3 separate regions of the Danio rerio genome follow, and all the other regions are linked to region 3. A link is a contact called in public HiCAR-type and HiChIP or PLAC-seq data. All regions are on one chromosome and are shown on one strand. The core of a region is the stretch at or near the end of the contact, and the rest is flanking DNA. Distances in the headings are between cores, read along the strand shown. Region 1 has its middle 17 kb from the start of ube2v2. Region 2 holds the start of ube2v2 (ubiquitin-conjugating enzyme E2 variant 2). Region 3 holds the start of snai2 (snail family zinc finger 2).

Evidence for each region. HiCAR-type assays count read pairs that join an accessible place to other places. HiChIP or PLAC-seq counts read pairs in DNA pulled down with a chosen protein or histone mark.
Region 1: a HiCAR-type map of caudal fin shows a contact between it and region 3, with 8 times the contacts expected there. The contact joins the enhancer-like site here to the promoter of snai2 in region 3. A contact is called at or near these places in 8 of 18 Hi-C or Micro-C datasets (caudal fin, embryo, fibroblasts and 2 more) and 1 of 4 datasets of contacts at active chromatin or transcription factors (caudal fin).
Region 2: an H3K4me3 HiChIP or PLAC-seq map of gastrula embryo shows a contact between it and region 3, with 3 times the contacts expected there. The contact joins the promoter of ube2v2 here to the promoter of snai2 in region 3. A contact is called at or near these places in 2 of 18 Hi-C or Micro-C datasets (embryo and an unstated tissue) and 3 of 4 datasets of contacts at active chromatin or transcription factors (caudal fin, embryo and gastrula embryo).

The regions. Positions count from the first base shown.
Region 1 is chr24:39,232,935-39,235,730 of GRCz12tu, forward strand. No RefSeq gene overlaps it. Among named protein-coding and RNA genes, the nearest start is that of ube2v2, 17 kb to the right of the region's middle. Within about 2 kb of position 1,302, at least 21 of the 62 cell types and tissues checked have an H3K27ac peak or open chromatin away from gene starts, as enhancers often do. A contact at or near this core is called in caudal fin, where this site is marked.
Region 2 is chr24:39,249,867-39,252,566 of GRCz12tu, forward strand. It overlaps ube2v2 (ubiquitin-conjugating enzyme E2 variant 2), which reads right to left and starts at 1,327. Exons shown (of 4, transcript NM_213515.1): 1 at 1,290-1,327. The coding sequence starts at 1,305.
Region 3 is chr24:39,092,015-39,094,843 of GRCz12tu, forward strand. snai2 (snail family zinc finger 2) reads left to right here and starts at 1,348. Exons shown (of 3, transcript NM_001008581.1): 1 at 1,348-1,558. The coding sequence starts at 1,480.

The DNA of each region.
Region 1 (2,796 bases), core at 52-2,551, 140 kb after region 3:
ATACGTTCCGAAACAAAAGTGTAGGTGTGAAAGCACCCTAAGTTTGACCTTTGGAAGAATTGTTATGATATATAGCTCAGTTCAGTGCAAAAATTAGCAGAGATCTCAGCCTGATCTAACGAGAAAACTTAAGTATTTTACGTTTTGCCAGTTTAGTGGCTAATTCGTACGAATTTGTACGATTTCAGTCGTACGAAATGATACAATTTTAAAAAGGAGGCGTGGCACCTAACCCCACCCCTAACCTCAACCGTCATTGGGGGATAAGCAAATCGTACTAAATTGTACGAATTAGATCGTACGAATTCATACGAATTAGCCACTAAATAAAAAAGTTACGAATCGCCGTGAGATTGTGTTGGAGATCTATCATTCATCACTGGTTAATCAAGCAGTGTTCGAACACTTGCAGCATCTTTATTTATTGTTGTACGTGTCGCCAGCAGCATCACTGATTGGAGTGTGATGTCACGGGATTGATGTCATGGTTTGGTTTGCGTAGAGTAAACACACATCGGCCTGACTCCAGCAGATGTTTACAGATGCATCCCATCATCAGTCAGGAGGAGATGAGGGAAAAAACACACATGATTTCAGTCTGCCAGAGGCTCCACAAACTCCTCATAGTGTCAATGAGCTCTTGCAGAGGATTCTGCACTCGACGCCACTGTCGTTTAGTGATTGTTAACATTACGCAACGCTGAGAAGATACACTTTAAAAATTTGTTTGTTGTTTTTAAAATAGTGTGCATGGTATTTAATGACTATAAAGATGAGGTGTAAAAATACAGTTTAATTTTGTATTAATTAGTACAAAAGTTGGGGGTGGGGAGGGGGGGAGGTTGTCCACTTAAAAAATTGTCAACTTAAATTTGTAACGTTAACCTAATCGATTTCTGTTGGGGCTACATGAATGAATTGTGTGGGGCCTTGCATTTTTACAGAGTAAGAATAGGCCTAGGCAAATGAGCATTGAAAAATTGAGACTATTTAACATATCTAATTCACACAAGCTGACTATACTTCTTGCATAAATTAAAACAGGGTCGCAGTTGGCATGCAGATGGATTGAGTAACATCTGACACCCAGGAGTCTCTTTCTTTAATGGGGACTTTCCGTCTCTCAGTAGCGCTTAATTCACATGAAAGCTCCCCTTGGACAGAGACAAACCGCTTACAAGTGTCGAGGATAATGCGCCAATTATACACAGCCCGAGACACAAAGACACACCACAGCACGGCCGGCAGCTTCCCGCTCCGTCATCGGCTTTCCCTTTGGCAAGGTCAATAAAACATGTCGCTTTTTGGAAACATTAAAATAACGCTGCAGCGCTGAGGGGCAGAGTGACGTCAGCGCGCTCTAGCGGTCACAGGCAGAACTGAAGGTAAACTTTAAAAGGGATACAGCTGCGGATTAACAACAATAACCAATTAATAGTTTTAACAAACTATATAATAACTTATTTAATAAATAGTATGAATAATACTCTATAATTACTGTTTTTACATTACTGTGCTGATTAAATTTGGAGGATGGGTAGACAACAGCCTCCTACTGAGTATATGAGGGTAAAGTATGGAAGGGATACAGCTGTTGATACCAACGTCATTATAGCATAATGGTTTGAGACATTGTACAATAATAATATTTTACTAATACTGTGTGAGGGCTGGGGTAGACGGTAATAAAATGCAACTTAATGGGCAATAAATTTAATATAAATAGTACTCGGTAGAATTACAGTTATTACATTAGTTATGGTTGGGTTGAATGTTAATAAAATAAAATTATTGGGTAGGCTAATTTAACAAATATATATAAATAATTATCTCTAACTTCATGCTGCAGCTGTATCCCTTCTAGCAACAAAGACGATCTGATAGACAACAGCGCCTCCTACTGACTATATAAGGGTAAAGCATAGAAGAGATACATACAGCTGTGTATAGCAAATTGAAAAAAAAATAAATCAATCAATGCTTGGGTTTGTCCATGTTTGACCCATACTAGTACTTTTCTAAATTTACAACTAGTTCTTGTATATTAGACACTTTTAGACCTATTTGTTCATTACACACTGATATTTATTAGACATTAATTTATAGTTAAAATTACTTATTAAATGGAATGGATAGATTTACTCTGGTATTTATTAGATTGTAAGATTGTAATTATTAAATACAAAATAAAAAGCTACTTTAATCATTTGAAAGTGGCACTTGTTAGATACTATACTTGTTCGTTAGATACCAGTACCCAATAAAAAATGTTTTATTATTTATTAGATTATTAATCATTTAATAAGTATTCATTAGTGACTATTTTATTTTTTAAAAATATAGTAAAATAACTGATGACTAATATATATATATATATATATACATATATATATACATATATATATATATATATATATATATATACATATATATATATATATACATATATATATATATATATACATATACATATATATATATATATATATACATATATATATATATATATATACATATACATATATATATATATATATATATATATATATATATATACATATATATATATATATATATATATATATATATATACATATATATATATATATATATATATATATATATATATACATATATATATATATATATATATATATATATATACATATATATATATATATATATATACATATACATATATATATATATATATATATATATATATATATATATATATATATATATATATATATATGAGCAATATCACACGAGTGCAATATCACACCTGCAGCCTCG
Region 2 (2,700 bases), core at 77-2,576, 160 kb after region 3:
CGCTCTATCACCGTTTCTCACTTCCTCAAAAATCGCAAGTTGGCCTGCACAAGGCTAAGCTCAACACATTTCTGACAAAACATGCATATATTTAATACATGCAAAACTTTAATATTACAAGTAAAACACACACTCCAAATATTGACATATCTAAATTGTGCAACCATGAAAGCCTGTTAAAATGCAATAAATTGTTGTCAAATTTAAAATGCATTAAAATGTGCTATTTACATACAAGCTGTAAATGTGAGCTGATCTATGATCCTCACACTACACTGTTATTTACAGCTTCAGTTAATAACAACAATTAAGCAAATTAATTAAAATAAGGATTAAAAACCCTAAAGTATGAATCAACTCTCCAAACTCTAAACTCTAAAATAATACTGAGGTAAAGTTGACTTTATATTCGCACATTCGTTCGTTTTAGAACAGTGACAACTTGACATGCTCCATATATTGTTTACCATGGTATATTCGGCCTGGAATCACATGTAAATATGACTTCAAAACAACATTAGCACTATTTCACTGACTGTGAACAATGTTTCTTTAAAAGTCGTTGGCTGCTAAAATGATCTCACGGTTTAGATTTTTACAAAGAACACATTTGTACATTTTTAATATTAAGGAGGAAGTCCGAATTTGCGAATATAAACCCAACTTTACCTCAATAAACGTAACTAATGCAGATGTTTGTGAAACGGCTTCACGTTCAATTCTATGCGGTTATGCACCAATAAAAAAATGTATTACACAATCACGACGCACTTCTAAAAAAGACGTCTGATCCTTAACAGTTTTAAATGAATCTGACAAGCTGTATTAACATGTTTAAGTGGCGTTTTAGCACTTAAATGTGAGTTGCAGGCCCGTTTTGTCATGACTCTGGAGATAACCAGCAGAAACACGCGCGTCAACGCTCCGCCTCGCCTCACTTTTGCACTGATACACCCGCCCAACTGCAATACAAAACATTTAAACTTGGATTTAACGCTATATAACTCCATAATTAAATGAGCTGTGTGACTTCATTATTAAATAGATGCTAACATGAAATAAAAGAGTCGTTATTTTTAAACTAAGGGTCTATTTGAGGGCCGTTAGCTCGATGCTAACACACACAGTTAAACTGCACACAGATGTGTTACATGAAGTAAATAAAGGCGTTCGCGCATGGTTAATCTCAGTGAAAATGTCCGTGCGTTTGTGTGGAACGAGCTCGGCTATTTTGTTGTGAAAATAAGTCAGCGGAGGGGCGCGAGGATTGAAGAAATTGTCAGACAAACCTGAGGAGGCCGCCATCTTCTCCTGCCCGAATCCAAAAGCGTACGAAAGCGTGACGTCGGCGCGTCATGTGACTAATGACGCACAGTGCTGTAGCAAGACATAAAGGGGTGTGGCTCCACTGCAAAGATTTATTTTTACCAAATATATATTTTATATATCAGCAGAGCTTAAATCTGACATCTTTTATCAGCATTTCATATTGGCGCATTTTCATCACTACGTCTTAAAAGTTTCACTGTTTCATGTGAAGGAACTTAAAGAGAAAATAAAATAGTATGGTAATAAATACACTAATAGGCAACTTTATTAGGTACACTTTACTAATACCGGGTTGGACCCCCTTTTGTCTTCAGAACTGCCTAAATCATTCTGGCAACAAGGTACTAAAAATATTCCTCAGAGATTTTGCTCTATATTGACATGGTAGCATCACGCAGTTGCTGCAGATTTGTCGGCTGCACACTCATCTCCTGTTCCATCACATCCCAAAGGTGCTCTGTTGGATTGAGCTCTGGTGTCTGTGGAGGCCATTTGAGTACAGTGAACTCACTGTCATGTTTAAGAAACCAGTCTGAAAGGATTCACGCTTTATGACATGGCACATTATCCTGCTGGAAGTTGCCATCAGAAGGTGGTCATACTGTGGTCATAAGGGGATGGACATGGTCAGCAACAATACTCAGGTAGGCTGTGGCGTTGACACAATGCTCAATTGGTACTAATGTGTCCAACTTGTGATAAAAAAATATTCCCACACCATCACCACCAGCCTGAACCGTTGATACAAGCCAGGATGGATTCATGCTTTCATATTGTTGACGCCAAATTGTGACCCGACCATCCCAATGGCGCAGCAGAAATCAAGACTCTTCAGACCAGGCAACGTTTTCAAATCTTCTGTTGTCCTGTCGGCGTAACAGCCTATTGGTTAGTGCCGACATATGGTGCAGTAGCACGTCAGGGTGTCCCGAGTTCGAATACCGGCTCGAGAACATTTCCCAACCCTACCACTCTCTCTCACTTCACTTCCTGTCTCATTTCTGTCCTATATAATAAAGACAAAAAGGCCAAAAAAAAAAAAAAATAAAAAAAAAAAATAAAATATATATATATATATATATATATATATATATATATATATATATATATATATATATATATATATATATATATATCTTCTGTTGTCCAATTCTGGTGAGACTGTGTGAATTGTAGCCTGTTTCCTGTTCTTAACTGACAGGATTGGCACCCAGTGTGGTCTTTTGCTGCTGTAGCCCGTCTCAAGGTTGGACGTGTTGTGCATCCAGAGATGCTCTTCTGCATACCTCTGTTGTAAAGAGTGGTTATTTGAGTTACTGTTGCCTTACTATCAATTGGAACCAGTCTGGCCATTCTCCTCTGACATCAAGG
Region 3 (2,829 bases), core at 98-2,597:
CATGCAAAACTAATTCTAGTTGCTTGAACACAAGAGGACGCTAGTGAACTGTAATTTAAAAGTAAACTACTTACTTTGGATTTTAATATATCTACCAACTTTAACTTTAAACACATAACCAAATGGATATGAAATTAGTTATTAAAAACACACTTGCAAATATCTATCTATCTATCTATCTATCTATCTATCTATCTATCTATCTATCTATCTATCTATCTATCTATCTATCTATCTATCTATCTATCTATCTATCTATCTATCTATCTATCTATCTATCTATCTATCTACCTATCTATCTATCTGTCTATCTATCTGTCTGTCTATCTGTCTGTCTGTCTGTCTGTCTGTCTGTCTGTCTGTCTGTCTGTCTGTCTGTCCGTCTGTCCATCCGGCTGTCTGTCTATATCTATTCTGAAAAAAAAATATTAATTGGATTTACTAATTGTTTTAGGGTAACTGGTTTTAAACAATTTATTTGGGCTGAATGTGAACAAACAAATACATTTTAATAATGTTCAACATTGTTAGTTTAAACTAAAAAAAAAATGTTTGCAACCAGTAACTTTAAAGAAATTAATAAATCCAGTCTATCTATCTATCTATCTATCTATCTATCTATCTATCTATCTATCTATCTATCTATCTATCTATCTATCTATCTATCTATCTATCTATCTATCTATCTATCTATCTTGTAAAACAATACTGGTTGTCTCAAATTTTTAAGCTGATTTGTACCTAATTTATTTTTAAATGGCTTAAACCAGCTTGCGTAGCTTATAAAATTAAGTTAGAACATGATTAACTTAGTTTAATAAGTTACAATTAACCAAAAACATGTCATGACTACCCATGATCCATTATTCATTGGATTTACTATTTTTAAGGTAACTAGTAGTAACCAATTTATTTGGGCTGAAATTAAACAAACTAATTAAATAATGTTTAACATAATTTGTTTACATTTGTCATATAAATTGTTCACACCCAGCTACATAAAAAAAAAATCCAATGTAAATCGAATGAATTTTTTTTCAGTGTATATCTATCAGTTCCCTATAGGGATCATCGTTTTGATGGGCAATCCTGCATCAGACAATCAGGAACATTCGCATTCCAACAGTCTGTGTGCTTTGACCATCTGTGACAAGTCTGAACATTATTTCACCTTAGTACGCATCCCGAGCGTGAACACCTGTCTTCCTTTCCTCGACCTCTTGGCCCCGCCTCCTTAAACCACGCCTCCATTCTGATTGGCCCGGAGGTCTTGAATATGCAAGCTCAATCCCCTCCCTTTGCACCTGATTGGAAGTATTTACTTGTATTTTGCACCGAGGCGCCGGAGTGTTAGAGCAGATCAGCGCTGGAAGATGAGGCTCTGCTGGAACGAGCAGTGAGGATTACAGTGATTTGACTTGCTAAACGACAAGACAGGACCATTTTTTATCTGCCAGACAACTTTATACGTACTTCAGCATGCCTCGTTCATTCCTAGTAAAGAAGCATTTCAATGCCGCTAAGAAACCGAATTATAGTGAACTGGAGAGTCCAACAGGTAAAATACTTTGTGGATTTGGTCATTTTAACTGCATAACACTTAAAAGATTGAGTTTGTTTAACTTTTTTAAGTGTGGTAAAACTCTTAGGTAGAGTTAAGAGTTGTATTTAGCTACTAAGAGGTTGTTTAGTTGTGTTGTACATTAATACCGAATGCTTTTTAAAACGGAACAACCATGTTTGTTAATCAAAATGGTCTTTTTATTTTATTTATTTTTTATAGTACTAAAACCTGATCTCTATAGGATTGTTAAGTAAAAGCATATTATATAAGTGGTTTAAATTGATTATTTCTAAATGTAACTCAATGTAAAGATAAATAAAGAAGTAAATGGTAGTGCATGTGATTAATTTTCAGATATAAGTCTATATCATTAGTCCAAGTGTTATCATTTTAACAATCCTTTTATAATTAATTAATTAATGTTAGCCATAATTAGTTTATGTCAAATGATTTTGAATTGTAACAAACACAACAAAACTTGACTGAACTGCAAAAAACTGCAAGATTTTCTTATTAAAGGGTCAGTTCACCCAAAAATGCAAATTCTGCCCTTTCTTGACTCACCCTTCACTTGTTCAAAACCTAATTGAGTTTCTTTCTTCTGTTCGCGTAAAATGAAATATTCTGAAAAATGTTGCTAGCAGGCACCTATTGACTTTGTGCCTATTGAATTTTTTATTTTATTTATTTTTGTAATCTAAAACCTGACTTCTTTAGGATTGTTAAGTAAAAGCATGAGTGATATAAGTGTTTTAAATTGATTATTTCTTAATGTAACTCTTTGTAATGTAACTAATGTAATGCTAAGATAATTAAACAAGTAATTGGCAATGCATAGGAATAATCCTCTGATATAAATCTACATCTTTGGTACAAACGCTGGTTATCAATTGAACAATCTTTTATTTAAATTAATTAATTATTATTCGCCTTAATTATTTATTTTTAATGTCTTAATTATTAGTTTATTTTAAATGATTCTGAAATGTTATAACAGAACTCAAACTGAGCTGAACTGCAAAAAAACTGCAATATATTCTTATTAAAGGGTCAGTTTACCCAAAAATGAAAATTCTGCCATAATTTACTCACCCTTCACTTGTTCAAAACCTAATAAAGTTTCTTTTTTTCTGTTCGCACAAAAGGAGATATTCTGAAAAATGTTGCCAGCAGGCACCTACTGACTTGAAATGTTTCCTACTAAGGAAGTCAATGGCTGCAAGCAACAAGCATTCTTCAAAATATCTTCATTTGTGTGAACAGAA